Linked DNA regions of Sus scrofa: region 2 is linked to region 1. A link is a contact called in public Hi-C data. All regions are on one chromosome and are shown on one strand. Each heading gives the region's core, a stretch centred on a gene start, on an enhancer-like site or on the middle of the called end of the contact. The rest is flanking DNA. Distances are from core to core; before and after follow the strand shown. Region 1 overlaps LARS2 (probable leucine--tRNA ligase, mitochondrial). Region 2 overlaps LIMD1 (LIM domain-containing protein 1).

Region 1 (7,924 bases), core at 3,299-5,798:
GCAGCAACATGTAAAATTATTTGAGGAAGATTACTAAAAGACAAACTAGTGCTCAAAAGCATAAAGTCGAGCCCACTGATGCCCAGAGAAGGTGCCCCTGGGGGCTGGGGGAGGCATTCCTCCCATGTAGAACATTCGCTCACTTTGTTTTGTATTCAGTTTCTTCTGCCCAAAAAAAGGTGCCATGTGATTTTCCACTTCTGGGTTTGTGTGTGTGTGTGTGTGTGTGTGTGTCTTTTTAGGGCTGCACCCATGGCATATAAAGGTTCCCAGGCTAGGGCTCAAATCGGAGCTGTAGCTGCCAGCCTACACCACAGCCACAGCAGCGCCAGATCCGAGCCATGTCTGCACCCTATGTCACAGCTCACGGCAACGCCGGATCCCTAACCCACCGAGCGAGGCCAGGGATCGAACTTGCGTCCTCATGGATCCTAGTCAGATTCATATCTGCTGAGCCATGATGAGAACTCTTCCCCTTCTGTTTTAAAACTGCATTGTGAAGTTCCTGTTGTGGCAAGGTGGAAATGAATCCGAGATCTATGAGGACGTGAGTTTGATCCCTGGCCTCTGCTCAGTGGGTCCAGGATCCAGCGTTCCCGTGAGCTGTGGTGTAGGTTGCAGACGCAGCTCAGATCTGGCATTGCTGTGGTTGCAGTGTAGGCCAGCAGCTGTAGCTCTGATTCGATCCCTAGCCTGGGAACTTCCACATGCCGCAGGTGTAGCCCTAAAAGGCAAAAAAAACAAACCAAACAAAACAAAAACTGCATTGTGTTGTTTCTGTAGTGAGGTTAAAATCCAGGTGCCACCTCAAACTGGATGGAAAGCAAAGGTGGCTTCAGGAGCCGGCACCCCAAAACATTCGTGTCTTCCTCCTTCCGCCCCACCATCCGTCTGTTCATTCACATTTGTTCATCCATCTGTATGGTAAACATGTTTCAAGATCCTTTTGTCCATTGGGTACAGTGCTAAGTGCTGAGGACAGAGAGAAGGACAAGAGAATAGGATGGATGGGTATTTATGTTGTTATGTTGGATCACAACGCAGCCTGGTCATGCTCTTCACACAGGCTGTGCTGGACACAGCAGGGCTCAAAGGAGGGTCCTGAGCTGTGTGAAGGGGACTTCATGCAGGGACCAGTGACAGCCACCAAAGAAGGGAATGGCTGAGCTCTGTGGTGGAGGGGAACCCAGGCTGAGGTGGGCGTTCCTGCTGAGTCCTAGGGACCGTGGCATGTTCTGGGAACGGTGAGAGGTCCATGTGACCTCCAAGGACAAGGGCATTTAGGGGTTAGGGGAGAGGCCAGGAAGGTAGGCAGGACTGACAGTACAGAGAACTCCATGCTCCCTGTGTGGGTCCATTTCCCTGAGCTTCCTGAGGAAGAGATAGATCTGGGCCCTTGGGCATCAGCACCCCAACCTGCCCAGGACACAGCTTGTGTGGCCCAGAGACCAAGTTTCCTGGTGCTGCCTCTGCCGGTGTTCCTAAAAAATGGGATCACAGACATGCCCTGCTCAGGATGCTCCCAGGTTAAAATACAGTGTGAGATCCAAGTGAGTTGTGGTTTTAAATCATTTTTCACATCTTTCAGTCACTCACATTTTCTGGGAATCATGCTGGGACATGGCACAAAAGGATGTCATTCTGCCAGTTGTGACATTGCTGGTAGAATGTCTTGGAGGTGGAAGGAAGGCAGTTGTATGATTCAAACAAACTTATTATTAAGATCGATTTTAGAGCCAGAGCAGTGGAGTGACTGTTTTTGAACACAGGCACATGTGGAATTTCTTTCAAATTAACACAGTACCATGCTGGACAGGCCCAGTGACACTGAGTAATTTAGTGAGGTTTCAGAAATATGTTCTCTATCTCCATTTGATGTTTTTTGTTTTGTCTTATTAGGGCCACACCAGTGGTGGTGGCATATGGAGGTTTCCAGGCTAGGGGTCCAATCAGAGCTACAACTGCTGGCCTATGCCACAGCCACAACAAGGCCAGATCCAAGCTGCATCTGCGACCTACACCACAGCTCACTGCAACACCGCATACTTAACCCACTGACCGAGGCCCGGGATCAAACCTTCGTCCTCTTGGATCCTCGTCAGATTCATTTCCACTAAGCCATGACAGGAATTCCTCCATTTGATGTTAATATTTGGGTCTTTTCCATCTTGGAAAATATATCTCCACACACATACCACCAAACTCACACGTGCACACATGCACGCGCACGCACGTGTGCACGGACACACACACACACACACCGTCATAACAAGATTTTAAAACATGAAGGCCAGGCATTCCCATCGTGGCTCAGTGGTTAATGAAGCTGACTAGGAACCATGAGGTTGCAGGTTCGATCCCTGGCCTTGCTCAGTGGGTCAAGGATCCAGCGTTGCCATGAGCTGTGGTGTAGGTCCCAGACATGGCTCGGGTCCTGAGTTGCTGTGGCTGTGGTGTACGCCGGCGGCTACAGCTCCAATTCGACCCCTAGCCTGGGAACCTCCATATGCTAAGGGAGTGGCCCTGGAAAAGACAAAAAAAATATATGTATATTTTTATACATAAATATATACATATGCCAGGAATCCAAGCTGACCTTCATCTCTTCCTCCATCTATCTCTTTGTTCCACTCCACCCTCTGAATCCACTAGAAAGTTTCCTTTCAACCACTTCTGTCCACACAACCGCTGTGACAGGGCTGCACAATGCACAGGTCAAGGGCCTGTCCAAAGGCCTTGCTCTGTATCAGGATTCATCTAAATTAGCCTCGCCTGTGAAATGAGGTCCTGTGCAATTAACAAAGCCACTCCGTCCTCCTCCATCACTAGAGCTGGGTTTGTGGCCTGCTTGGCCTCCCTGAGGTTATTGGGCTTTTGAGTCTCTAAATAAAAGCGTAAGTGAGCTTGAAGCACCCAAGCATTTGTACATTGGGAGGTGCATCGTGCTGGGGTGATGTTGATGAGAACGTCAACACATCCCCAGACTCAGACGTCCCTCCCTGCCTTATAGTATGAAATACGGACACCCGCTTTCAGCCTCCGCCTCCGCCTCCAATAACAATTTCAAATATGAAATAAAGTAATTTCAGTACGAGGCTCAACTGCTGCTTGTACTCTTAAGAGAAAACGTTTGTATTTCACTGCGCAGCCAGTAAGGGTGTGACTAACACTACCTTGTGAAAAAACAGGCACTATAAATAAGTTATCATCCACCCATATGTAAAACACTAGGTAGCTGTTTGAAAATGAAACAGACCTGCATCGACTAATAGTAACGGCCTTGTCAGAGGGGAATGGGCCTAGGAAGGTGGGGCATGGGTGGGGAATTTGAACAGAAAAGGTGCATTCATGTATAGTTTGTATGATTTAAACATTTTAAAGTGAATGTAAGCAGGCTCTGTATAAAATTTAAGGGAAGAGTAATCTTGAACAAAACCCCAATGTAAACCTTTCTGTGTCCTCTTGAGCCCTTCCTTACACCAGGCTCAACATCACTGACATTTGTGTGGTCGTTTAAAATTTACAAGTATTTTCAGTCATTTCATTTCATCCTCCCAGCAACATTTTGAGGTAGGTTTTCATTTTATTTTGTTTGTCTTTTTTTAGGGTTGTACCCACAGCATATGGAACTTCCCAGGCTAGGGGTCAAATTGGAGATGCAACTGCTGGCCTACACCACAGACACAGCAGCATGGGATCTGAACCGCACCTGCGACCTACCCCACAGCTCACAGAAATGCCGGATCCTTACCCACTGAGCAGGGCCAGTGATCGAACCCTCATCCTCGTGGGTACTACTCAGATTTGTTTCCACTGCATCACAGTGGGAACTCCAAGGCATGTTTTTATCATCCCCATTTTACAGATGAATGGACTGATGCTCAGTGCAAGTAAGTGACTTGCCTTGGCTCATGAAAGTCATTAAGAAGCAGAATAGAGATTCAGATCCAGGCCTTCCAGACCTGAGACCTGGTATTCTTTCTACTTCGCCACATTGGAAAGTAGTTAATCTCTGCCAATTTGGCTTAACTTTCTTATCGTTTATGTGTAAGAGGCCACTTATTCAAGTTGGGTTTATAAGTGGCATTTGTCCACCTGTCTGTTTTTATGAAGGTGGTTATCTCTACCCAGCAGCTGGTAAGGTTCGTACTGCTGTTTTCCAGATGCTTTGAATTCCTACCCCAGTTTTCTTTTCCTCTTAATCTTTCCTCAGAGAGCCTTTTCATAAGCTGCTGGCCCAAGGCCTTATCAAGGGGCAGACATTCCGCCTACCATCTGGACAGTATCTCCAGCGAGAAGAAGTGGATCTCACAGGTGAGAATGGCCCTCTCATCCCAGCCAGGTGATCACAGAGAACTGAGCAGTGGGCGCTGCCGGCCCAGGCTGAGCTGCCAGGGAACCCAGGGGAGCGCTCCTTTAGCCTCATGGTCTCAAGGCCTCGCTTGCTGTGGGCAGCTCCTGAGGCTCCCAGCCCCTTCTCATCTAGCTCAAGTGTCATTTCAGCTTCTGGAAGGGTAACATAGAGTCAGCACTGGGTCATCTGCTGTCCTAGCCTGCATTTGGTAGCCCATCTAGGCGGGTGTTTCAGAACCTCAGGGGACCACCACCACACTACTGCTCCCACAGTGCCCAGAGCGCCCCCTGGTGGAATACCTCCCCCTGACTCCCTGGGCTTCCCTCTTCCAGCTTTTCCTTTCACCCTGTGTTTTCACTCATCCTCAGAGAATTTCCGGTGACAGGAAGAGGGTGTATCACGTACACTTAGAATACACATAAATGACGTGTTAGAAAATTATTAGGCAGCTGTGAGAAACTATGGCCATTAAACATAGAATCACCAGTGCGTAATGAATTTAAGTAAACCCACCAACTCCTTAAATGGTAGACAGCCTCCCAAGCCAATCACTAGAAGGAAGGGTTAGGTGGGAACAGTCAATGGAATTGCCTAATTAAAGCAGTCATTTTACCAGAGTGTAAAACGGAAGGTCCATGGGAGGAAACGGAGCTGGAGAAGCAGAATTTGGCAGTGTTTCTCCAACACAGACAAGTGGGAAAGGAGCTAAATTCAGGGCCATGTAACTCGCAACTGCTAGTGAAGTGCTGTCTGTCTGTCATGGGCAGGGCTGCCCTGTACAGCTGTGCAGTTTGTGCACTGCACAAAGGTAGCCAGCCAAGGGGGTGAGCAGGGCCTAAAATCCAGACACTTGCCAGACCACACACCTCAGGGCCACCTCTGCCAAGAGAGGGCACCTTTTTCTAATGTCTCAACTTCTCTGCCCAGAAAGATACCTTTTTCCTAATTTTCACAGCAGTGTTGTTAAGGTTAGTCACAGCCCAGCCTTGGGGTGTCGGCTAGAGGGGGCAGTGGTTCCCTGGGCCTCACCACAGCCGGGATAAAACATCTGGGACGTCAGTCTCCCTTGGCTCAGACGTCATGGGGCCAGGCCATGTCGTGAGCATCTTTTCCCTTCCCACGCAGACTTGCCCCTGGGGGAGGATACGTGCTTGGATCAGCAAGGGCAGGCATCCATCTGCTTGGTGGGGAGGCTCTCAGGATGTGTGGAGCTGGCTTGTAGGTGTATACGCCGGGCCTCTGGGAGTTTGGTTTCTCTTGGAGTCGGGAAATATTTAGCTGGAAAGAACAGAAATGCACCTAAAAGCGACTTTTGCACCAGAATAAGGGACATCAGCTGTAGGAAATATGGCATGTAGGAGGCCGCCAGGCCACCCCTCTCCTCTCTCTTTCTCAAGCCTCTAGTTCCTTTTCCAGCACCTGTCAATTCTTCCGCTCTGTTCTCCTTCCTCTGCCAGGCCTGGATTCTGCTCTCCCCAATTTCAGTTTACACAGTGATCTTGGGCAGCCGCAGGGCCAAGTCTTGCCCTTTCTCTTTAGGACCTTCTGGTTCCAGTGCCGAACAGCACGGAAACAGTTTCTGCCTCTTAGTTCCAGTTCCTGAGACAGAGGCTTAGCCTCATCAAACATCCCTCCTGGTCCAACCGCTGGAGCGCAACAACACAGTCACTTCATCCGAACACGGCCATGGGGGGCCTCCATCAGCACCATCTGGACCAGGGGTGTGGGTGGGAAGGAGACGGAGAACAGGGCTCTGCAAAGGGACACCACACTTACCGTGGGCCCTGATGGTGACTTTAGCATGGACAGGAACACCTAACCTCCAGGTGAAGTGACCTCTCAGGTGCTTTGCTGCTCCGAGACCCTGATGGGTCAGCTGCCAGCTTCCAGGGGAGACCCTGAATGTGTAAAGGAAAGAGCAGTATGCCAGCCTTTCTTATTCTCTTCTACTTATCTTTTTTGTATATGAGTAATTTCCTTTTTATAAAGAGGGAAATCACTGTCTTATTTTGAAATTGAGAAGAAGATGGCACAGGCTGTCGTACATGTCATATATATTCATGAAAGATTTATGTTTTGCTGTTTTGTTTTCCTTCAGGGCCGCACACACGGCATATGGAAGTTCCCAGGCTAGGGGAAGCTGTAGCCAACGGCTTATGCCACAGCCACAACAACATCAAATCTGAGCCATCTCTGCAACCTGCACCACAGCTCACGGCAACACTGGATCCTTAACCCACTGAGCAAGGCCAGGGATCGAATTTGCATCATCATGGAGTTCCCATTGTGGCACCGTGGTTAACGAATCCAACTAGGAACCATGAGGTTGTGGGTTGGATCCCTGGCCTTGCTTAGTGGGTTAAGGATCCGGCGTTGCTGTGAGCTGTGGTGTAGGTTGCAGATGCGGCTCGGATCCCGCGTGGCTGTGGTGTAGGCCGGCGGCTACATCTCTGATTAGACCCCTAGCCTGGGAACCTCCATATGCTGCAGGAAGTGGCCCTAGAAAATGCAAAAAATAAAATTAAAAAAAAACAAAAAAAAAACTGCATCATCATGGATGCTAGTCATATTCGTTTCCGCTGAGCCACGACAGGAACTCCTATTCATGAAAGATTCGTGATGGCAGGTGGGCCTCGTTTATTAAAAACAAAACATTTTTATGATCTACAGCAAGAGAACAGGCATGTTAAGTGAATTAGTGGAATTCTCCAAATGGACATTTTAAATTGTTCACACAGTATTTTCTTATTGAGTATATTGTTACAGAACCAATTCCTGCTGATGCATTGTTCCGGTGTCTAGGTTCTGTTCCTGTTCACGTGAAGACAAGGGAGAAATTAGAGGTGACGTGGGAGAAGATGAGCAAATCCAAGCACAATGGGGTGGACCCCGAAGACGTCGTGGAGCAGTATGGCATCGACACCATCCGGCTGTACCTCCTTTTTGCCGCCCCTCCTGAGAAGGACATCTTGTGGGACGTGAAGAGTAAGGCACCTTCCTCCTCTGGAATCCCCTTCAGGTGCCAGGGAGGTCGGGGCAGGAAATGTCTTTGCGAAAGACGGTAGTAGAAGGTTCTAGGAATCAGCTCCTCGAAGCAAGGAGCAGTTTGCCCAGCGTCCTGTGCCATTGCTGGACCAGTGTTCTGGGGTGCAGTGAGCCTCAGCCCACAGGGCAGCTCGCTGGGATTGCAGTTACCCAGTCCTTGCCCCCACCCTGCCGACCCAGCCCCAGGATGGGGCCCCTGAGCTCACCCTGTGCAGGTCGGTGGTGTTCTCAGGCAGCATCTACAAGGATCCCCCACTTTGAGAACGTTTCCCTGAACCAGACTGGCTCTCAGGGTACTCCTAGACACTGTGGTCCACTGTGGTCCATGTTTTACCCTGAAAGGTTTTTTCTGAAAGAGTGTCATTGCCCCTCACGAATCCAGAGACCCTCACATGTGATCTAGTCCTCGTGTTACCTGTGACCTCTTCAGTCACCCACAGCAGCCTCCAGAGTCCCCCCTCAAGGGAGATTCATTCCCTCCAAAGGTGTTTAGATCTCAGTAGCGGGAGGGAAAGTAATCTCAGA
Region 2 (7,924 bases), core at 1,986-4,485, 130 kb after region 1:
TCATATCCATTGACGGTAACTCCAAATTCTTCCTCAATGTGCTTATCAACCTTTCCATATTGGAGAACACCGAAGAGGCTCTGAGTGATGTTTTGCTTTGTTTTTTTCCTTTTTTTTTTTTTTCTTTTTTGGCCACCCATATGGTGGCATATGGAGTTCCTGGGCCAGGGATCAGATTCGAGCTGCAGGTACAGCAATACCAGATCCTTAACCCACTGTGCTGGGCCAGGGATTGAACCTGTGTCTCACTGCTCCCAAGACGCCATGGATCCCATTGTGCCACAGCAGGAACCCCGTGTTCTGGGTTTCTTAGTTTTCATTTCAGGGCTGCAGTGACGATCCATACACTGCACACTGCATCCTGCACACGGGGGCGGGGGGGGTCTTCTCAAGGGGTGTCCCTATCAGTGTGTTGTGGGTAAAGTCAATTTTCAGCTCAGCTGGCTCTCACCTATTCTTCCCCAAGTCAAGCCATTTGACACTCTCACCAGCAGTATGGAAGGGACCCTCTCATCTCACACCTTCACCAAGACAGGGAGTCAGTCATCAGACTTGGTAATTTTGCCCATCTGGGAATGAGTCGTCTTCTGATGGTGGTTGTAATTTGCTTGTGGGATTGAACATCTTTTTAAATGGCTATTGCCTAGAGTTTAAAAGGTTTTGTAATAGGGAAGAACCTTTGTGGTTTTTGTTTTTGTTTTGGTCTTTTTTTGTCTTTTTAGGGCCGCACTGGTGGCATATGGAGCTTCCCAGGCTAGGGGTCTAATCGGAACTGTAGCTGCTGGCCTACTCCACAGGCACAGCAACACGGGATCCGAGCCACTGCATCTGTGACCTACACCACAGCTCACAGCAACGCCAGATCCTTAACCCACTGAGCAAGGCCAGGGATCCAACCCACAACTTCGTGGTTCCTAGTCGGATTCATTTCCTCTATGCCACAATGGGAACTCCCCTTCGTATTCTTTTTACAAATTAATTACTAGGGGGATGTTGCCTTTAATCTTAAATTAGACATCATGGCCCATTTCTGGGAACCCTGCCACCCAGGTAATGAGCATGTTTAGCTCACAGGAAACCTCCTGACCAGGCCCACCTGTCTATGGCTGCAGGTAGGAAGAAATGAACACATTCCTGATGGAACCAGGAAGTGTTTGACTTTACTCCTTCCTCTTTGGGTATAAAAGAAGCCTGGGAGTTCCTGCTGTGGCCTGGGATTGCTGCGTGTCTTGGAAGCACTGGGACGTATGTTCGATCCTCAGCACAGTGGGTAAGGATCTGGCATTGCTGCAACTGAGGCTTAGGTTACAACTGTGACTCGGATCTGATCCCTGGCCTGGGAACTCCATATGCCGCAGAGCGGCCAAAAAAATAAAAGAAGAAGAAGCCTGAATTCTAACTTGGGCAAGATGGTTCTTTGGGATATGAGTCCACCATCTTCTTGGTCTGCCAACTTTCCGAATAAAGTCACTATTCCTTGCCGCAACAACTCATCTCTCAATTTATGGGCCTCTTGTGTGTCAAGCAGCATGAGCTTGAACTTGGGACAGTTTTCTTTTCTCTGTACCTTCCTTTGCTCCTTTTTCCCATTGGGCTTCCTGTCTTTTTCTCAGGATTGTCGCCCTTCTTTATAGGCTCCTCCCTTGCTGTGTGTTGTCACCATCTTCTCACCGCTGACTTGCCTTTCCTTCTAGTCCATTTATTGCCCTTGATTAAACTGTTCCCAAGCCCTTTTACTCTGAGGCTGAATTGAAATTACCATTTCATCCTCAAGGAACGTAGCACATCCCAGAGCATGAGAATATTCTACAGGAACCAGTCAGAGGATTGGGGAAATATTGAGGTAACAGTGGCAGCAATTGACACCATGCAGAGGGTCTGACCAGGCTGGGAGAAGGACAGAGCCTTCCTAATAAGCTTGGTGTAGAGGCAGGAAAAGGGACCATCCATGGATGGAAATCCTTACCATGCCAAAGTCAAAGCCAGCTGCCTATATATTCTCATAATAGCTTTTGTTTTTCACACCGAGGCCTTTAGTCCATCTGGAGGATTTTGCTTTCATCGTTGAATTTATTTCCATTTTTGTGGCTTTCCCCCTTCACTGATGCTTTCAAAATCCTCTCTGAGTTCCATCCAACGAGTTTTCACGGGCAGTCTCCCCTGTTACCTGGTGCTCTTTTCCTGCTCTGGGGTGTCACAGGCAAAGACACCCATTGTGTATGGATGGGATTTCTCCGTCTCAAGCACTGTTAATGTTTGTGACATTTGTGGTTTGGGTTTCAGGTGGACGTTAGCCCTCAGGGGCTTGTTTCTACTAGTGTTTAGAACTTACTCTGTTTTTTGTTTTGTTTTGTTTTGTTTTTTTCAGTCTTTTTAGAGCTGCACCTGCAACATATGGAAGTTCCTAGGCTAGGAGTCTAATTGGAGCTGTAGTCTCTGGCCTGCATCACAACCACAGCAATGTGAGATCCGTCTACAACCTACACCACAGCTCACAGCAACACCGGATCCTCCATCCACTGAGTGAGGCCAGGGATCGAACCCACATCCTCATGGATACTAGTCGGGTTCGTCACTGCTGAGCCACAACAGGAACTCCCAGAATTTCATTCAGTTCTTGAACCTCCCATGTAGTCTGTTTGAGTATGTTTTGTACATTGCCCTAGAAATACTCTCAGATCTGGGGTGGCTGCTGTGTACAGATCCAGGGCCTCCTGTAAAGATGGCTCCCACGTACCTTGAACAGGTGGCCCGCTGTGTTTTTTCGTAAGGGAGCCAGGCACTGGATGAAGTGTGCTGGCCTGGCTCTATGGAAACTGAAGTTACACCTAAGGAGTCAGGGTGTTCTGAATTTTTCACATTCCTTCCCACCCCTTTAGATCAAGAGAAAACGAGAGCAATCCATTATCTTTCCAATAGTATGTGTTTTCAGATGAAAAAAGTTATGAAAATAAGGGCTGGCCAATTTATAGGACTTTCCTGATAGGATGTCCTCAGTGTTCCCTGGAGAACATGTGACAGTCCCCAGTGCCGGTGGGGGGAGGGGGGGACAGCAGCTTCACAGGAGACTGCTGCCTGGTACCTCCCACATGTGGATGCCTCTGATCTGTCACCAGATATCTCACTGGCTTCTTTCCCAGTTGAGAGGAGGTGCGAGGACTGTATAGCGTGGTTGCCAAGCTGGCTGTAATCTTCCTGCCAGGCAGCCCCCCCCCCGCACCCAAGGGAACCCTGTCTTCTGTCCTTACCGTCCATTGCCAAGGACCGCAGCAGCTTGCAGGAGCCAGAAACTATTGTGGATAGTTGGCATATTCTGCATGTTTATTTCTGCTTAAAAAGATTTTGGGCAGAATAGACCTGTGGTTGCCAAGGGGGACGGGGAGGAAGGGGGTGGTTGGGGAGCTTGGGGTTAATGGATGCAAACTCTTGCCTTTGGAATGGATTAGCAATGAGATCCTGCTGTGTAGCCCTGGGAGCTATGTCTAGTCATTTATGATGGAGCCTGATAATGTGAGAAAATAGAATGTGTACATGTATGGGTAACTGGGTCACCATGCTGTACAGTAGGACAGAAATTATATTGGGAAATAACTATTAAAAAAATAATAATCATTTAAAAAAAAGATTTTGCCTTTCTTTTCACTTTTTTCACTGCCGATTAACATTTTCTTTCTACCCTGCCTATGTGTTTTTCCTTAGGCCGGAAGCTGAGAGGAAAAGCCTTCTATTTTGTCAACGGCAAAGTGTTTTGTGAGGAAGACTTCCTGGTGAGTTTGTTCACCCAAATGTCCCCGCCTCAAGGTCTAGGTGGGGAGTGTGCAGAGAGGCCAGCTCACCAGAAGAAGGTGCTTCCTGTCCATGGTCCCCAGTGCACTGTTGGAGAAGGGGGTCTGACCTTCCTTCTGCAGATGCATGGGGTGGCCCACGTTCCTGGGCAGATGGCAAATAGCAGAGCTTTGATCTTCTCAGGGATTTTTAGGTCGCCGGGCCTGCCCTCCTGTTGCTCTGTCCCTTTCTGCCAACTACCCCCAGCTCTTAAATCTCACTCTGGGAGCTGGGCCCTCCTTATTCTCATCCTGCCTGCCTCTTCCACACATTGAAGGGCCATCCATGTGCCAGTAACAACCAGATCTGAACTCCTACCCTGTCGGCCCCTCAGAGGCCAACCACTGACATCTCCCTGCCCACTGGACAGTCCCCAGAGTTGGCCCCCCAGTTCTCCCCCACCACCCCTCCCACTCTGCTCAGAAGTCTCCTTGGACCTTATCTCTGAGAACAGTGTCCTGGATTCCTCCTCGACCCTTCTTCCTTCCTGTCTCATCCAGAGGGTGGCCAAGCATCAAGCCTGGTGCCACCACGTCCTCCCTGGCCTGCTTGGCTGGGCCCCCACATGGCTGCATGGTATCAATGCCCAGGCCTCAGTCTCCAGGGTCCAAAGCATGCATAGAAGCTGCAGTCTGGGCAGCCTTCCCTGCAGCCTCACATCTGGCTCACTCTGGGGCTTGTGGTTCTCTGCAAGCCTTCAGCCCCGTCCTTTGCGCCTTAGCCAGCCCTGTGTCCCTTGCTTGAGTGTCTTCACCCTTCCTTTGCCTGGATCACCAGACAGCCTTTGCATCCCCTGTCCTACTGTGGATCGCCCCTCCTCTGTGCTGCCCTGGGCTTGCCCTGGCCAGCGGTTAGGACATGCCTGTCCATCTACAAGTCTTTCCCTGACTTTACCGTTAAGTTCCTAGGGAGGGAAGAACACACTGCTTCACTCACCTTGACACCTTCAGATCCTAACACACTGCCGAGCATAGAGTGATGCCCAGTCAGTAAGATGACCGATGTGAGACCCAGAGGTGGCTCAGGGCCAGCTTCTTTGTAGCTATGTAGGTTGACTCATTATGACTCTTGCTTGCCAGTCACAGACAAACAAACCCAAAATGGCTTAAGTGAAAGGAAATTCATTCTTGCATACCCTCAGGGGTCATTTCCTCCCACATCTTTGCATCATTCTCAGGCACTGTGTATGTGATTGTCAGATGGTGGCGGCACACCAGAATTGACTGTCTCCCAGTTTTTCCTCCTTTTTTTCTTTTTTTGTCTTTTTAGGGCTACACACACAGCATATGGAGATTCCCAGGCTAGGGGTCAAATCAGAGCTGGCTTTTTACCAGTCCCAGACTTGATTTTGAATCCTGCCCTTACCCTGAATAGGCTGTGTGACCTTGAGAATGTCCCTTAACCTCTCTGAGCTTCCCTTTGCTTCCATTTGAGAAATGGCATAACAGAAACCTTGCAGAACTATTTGGAAACAGTGTGATAGTCTGAGACTTGAGCATGTATCAGAATCCTCTGAAGGGCTGTGAAACCCATATGGCTGGACCCTACCCCCTGAGTTTCCAACTCAGTTGGTCTGGAGTGGAGGCCGAAAATTTGCACTTCTGACAAGTTCCCAGCTGATGTCAGGGAACTCCGTTTTGAGAAGCACTGGGTGAGAAACTAACGATGCTCTCTGCACAGCCTCTGACGGGGAGCCTGGCATGTCATGGCTGCCAGCGCTCAGCTGGTAAGAGGGCAGCAGCATTAGCTTTTGTAATGACTTTTGTGGCAGGGGATATTCGTGACTCATCACCCGATTGTCCACGGGAAAATGACAGGTTCCTGTGTAAGGCGACACCGCTTTCTGAGAACTTTGGGGTCCTCGTGACTGGCAGGGCAGTAGCTAGATTCCTCTGCCCTGCCTGTGGTTAACTTTCTTTTCTCTTTCCTCTGCAGTACTCTGGTTTCCAGCAGTCTGCTGACAGGTGTTTTCTTTGTGGACATCTGATTATGGACATGGTGAGTAGGGCCGGCCAAACAAGGTGATGGCATGGTGGGAGGGGGAGGCAGTCACAGAAAACAATGAATAATTGAGAACACTGTTTCCTACCTTGTTTGTGGTTACAGCTGGTTTTATTCGAAGAAGACCCTAGGCAGCATGCTTGCCCGCCCTAGTAGAGCCCACCTTGGGCTTTTTTCCGTATTAGCATCCTGTGCCATCCAGTCCACACAGTGTCGGGTTTCTGATGACACACTGTCCTCTGGGCTGCTCACATCACACCAGCCTCCCTCTGATTTTCTGGGGTCCTCGTGGCATCCCAGGCAAGATGCCAAATGGGTGGGGTTTAACTGCAGACATCGCAGCTACCGGCATCAGATGCAGAAAGCCAGATCGTCACCGTTGTTTTATCCCCATGTCTGTTCCAGCTCAATCATTTCCTCAGGTGAGGTTTTGGGGCCCATCGTTAGCTTTGAGATGGTGGAAGAGGGAGCAGGTTTTAGACACTCTGTTCTGAGCTTGTCCTGGGCCTCAGGGCCTTTATCTCTTTAGCGGGGACAGTTCTTCCTTCCTGGCCTCCTCATAGGGAGAGGTTGTGAGGTTAATAAAGACAGAGATCACAGTCTGTCTCAGAGATCCAGTGGTTCACCAAATTTCACTAAGATATTGGTCCGAGAAAAGCATTAGATGACGTTCTTTTAGCTGAAAGACTTAAATCCCTCTCTAAGCTGATTAATTCCACTCTGGAGAAAGGAGTTGCTAGTCATTGGTATTTCTTTTTCTTTTACCTTTTTTTTTTTTTTTTTTTTTTGTCTTTTTGCTATTTCTTTGGGCCGCTCCCGCGGCATATGGAGGTTCCCAGGCTAGGGGTCGAATCGGAGCTGTAGCCGCTGGCCTAAGCCAGGGCCACAGCAACGCGGGATCCGAGCCAAGTCTGCAACCTACACCACAGCTCACGGCAACGCCGGATCCTTAACCCACTGAGCAAGGGCAGGGACTGAACCCGCAACCTCATGGTTCCTAGTCGGATTCGTTAACCACTGCGCCACGACAGTAACTCCCTCTTTTACCTTTTTGATTGAAAAACCCTGCAGCGAGTGTGCCTCTTAAGTGTACAGCTGAATGAATTTTAATATATGTATAAACTGATGTGTGAACACCGTGCAAATCAGGGTCTAGAACATTCCCCACATCCAGAAAGACCCACTTCCACAAAAAGACCCACCATCCTGACCTCTATTGCCCCAGATTTGTTTCACTGGTCCTGGAACTTCATACAGAGGGACTGATCCTATAGAGATGCCTTTGCGCCTGCCTGTTCTCACTCAGAAAAGTGATTTGGAGATTCACCCACGTTGTTGGCATGTTGGAGCTCATTTATTCTCATTGCTAAGTAGAATTCCATTTATGGATATAGCACCCTTTTTTTAATCCATTCTCCTGCAGATGGCAGTTTGGAAGTTTTTGGCAATTTATGAATAAGCTGCCATGAACACTCTTATGCTTCTCTCTTTCCCTCTTTCTTTTTTTTTTGGCCATGACCGTGGCATGTCCAAGTTCCTAGGCCAGGGATCCAACCTGAGCCACAGCAGCAACAACACCGGATCCTTAACCCACTGCACCGTAAGAGAATTCCCTTCTGTGTGTCTTTGATGGGCACTCATTTCTGCTGGTTTTATGCTGACAGGTATAAAACAGTGAACCAAAACCATCTCTGTTTGTGAATAGAACCTGCTGCCGTTCAGGCTCTGACACAGCACAGCACAGCTTGGCCCTGTGAGCATTCCATTGGCCACGAAGGCCTTCCTAGGGACATGGCTGGAGGGCCAGGCAGGAGCCATGGAGCCACACACCCTCACCCCTGCCTCTCCAAGCGCTTGCTTGAGTCCACAGGGCTCTGTTTCTTTTATATATATATTTATTTTTTTGGCCGCTCCTGCAGCATGCAGAAATTCCTAGGCCAGAGATTGAACATGTACCACAGCAGTGACCCAAGCCACAGCAGTGACAACGCCAGATCCTTAACCCACTGAACCACCAGGGAACTCCCATGGGCTCCATTTCTTTAGCACATTTTGTCCTTGATTTTAGAGCCCTTCTGACAAACCCAGTACATATGAG

Evidence for each region. Hi-C and Micro-C count contacts between places; a contact is called where the count stands out from the background.
Region 2: a Hi-C map of omental adipose tissue shows a contact between it and region 1, with 3 times the contacts expected there. The contact joins two enhancer-like sites. A contact is called at or near these places in 3 of 5 promoter capture datasets (fetal liver, fetal skeletal muscle and liver), 29 of 47 Hi-C or Micro-C datasets (adipose tissue, alveolar macrophages, blood and 14 more) and 2 of 2 datasets of contacts at active chromatin or transcription factors (alveolar macrophages and skeletal muscle).

The regions. Positions count from the first base shown.
Region 1 is chr13:28,660,688-28,668,611 of Sscrofa11.1, forward strand. LARS2 (probable leucine--tRNA ligase, mitochondrial) reads left to right here. Exons shown (of 21, transcript XM_021068636.1): 15 at 4,214-4,314; 16 at 7,157-7,339. Among named protein-coding and RNA genes, the nearest start is that of LIMD1, 66 kb to the right of the region's middle. Within about 2 kb of position 4,549, at least 9 of the 83 cell types and tissues checked have an H3K27ac peak or open chromatin away from gene starts, as enhancers often do. A contact at or near this core is called in omental adipose tissue, where this site is marked.
Region 2 is chr13:28,792,441-28,800,364 of Sscrofa11.1, forward strand. LIMD1 (LIM domain-containing protein 1) reads left to right here. Exons shown (of 8, transcript XM_021068638.1): 3 at 3,700-3,767; 4 at 5,761-5,823. Among named protein-coding and RNA genes, the nearest start is that of TRNAR-ACG, 20 kb to the right of the region's middle. Within about 2 kb of position 3,236, at least 8 of the 83 cell types and tissues checked have an H3K27ac peak or open chromatin away from gene starts, as enhancers often do. A contact at or near this core is called in omental adipose tissue, where this site is marked.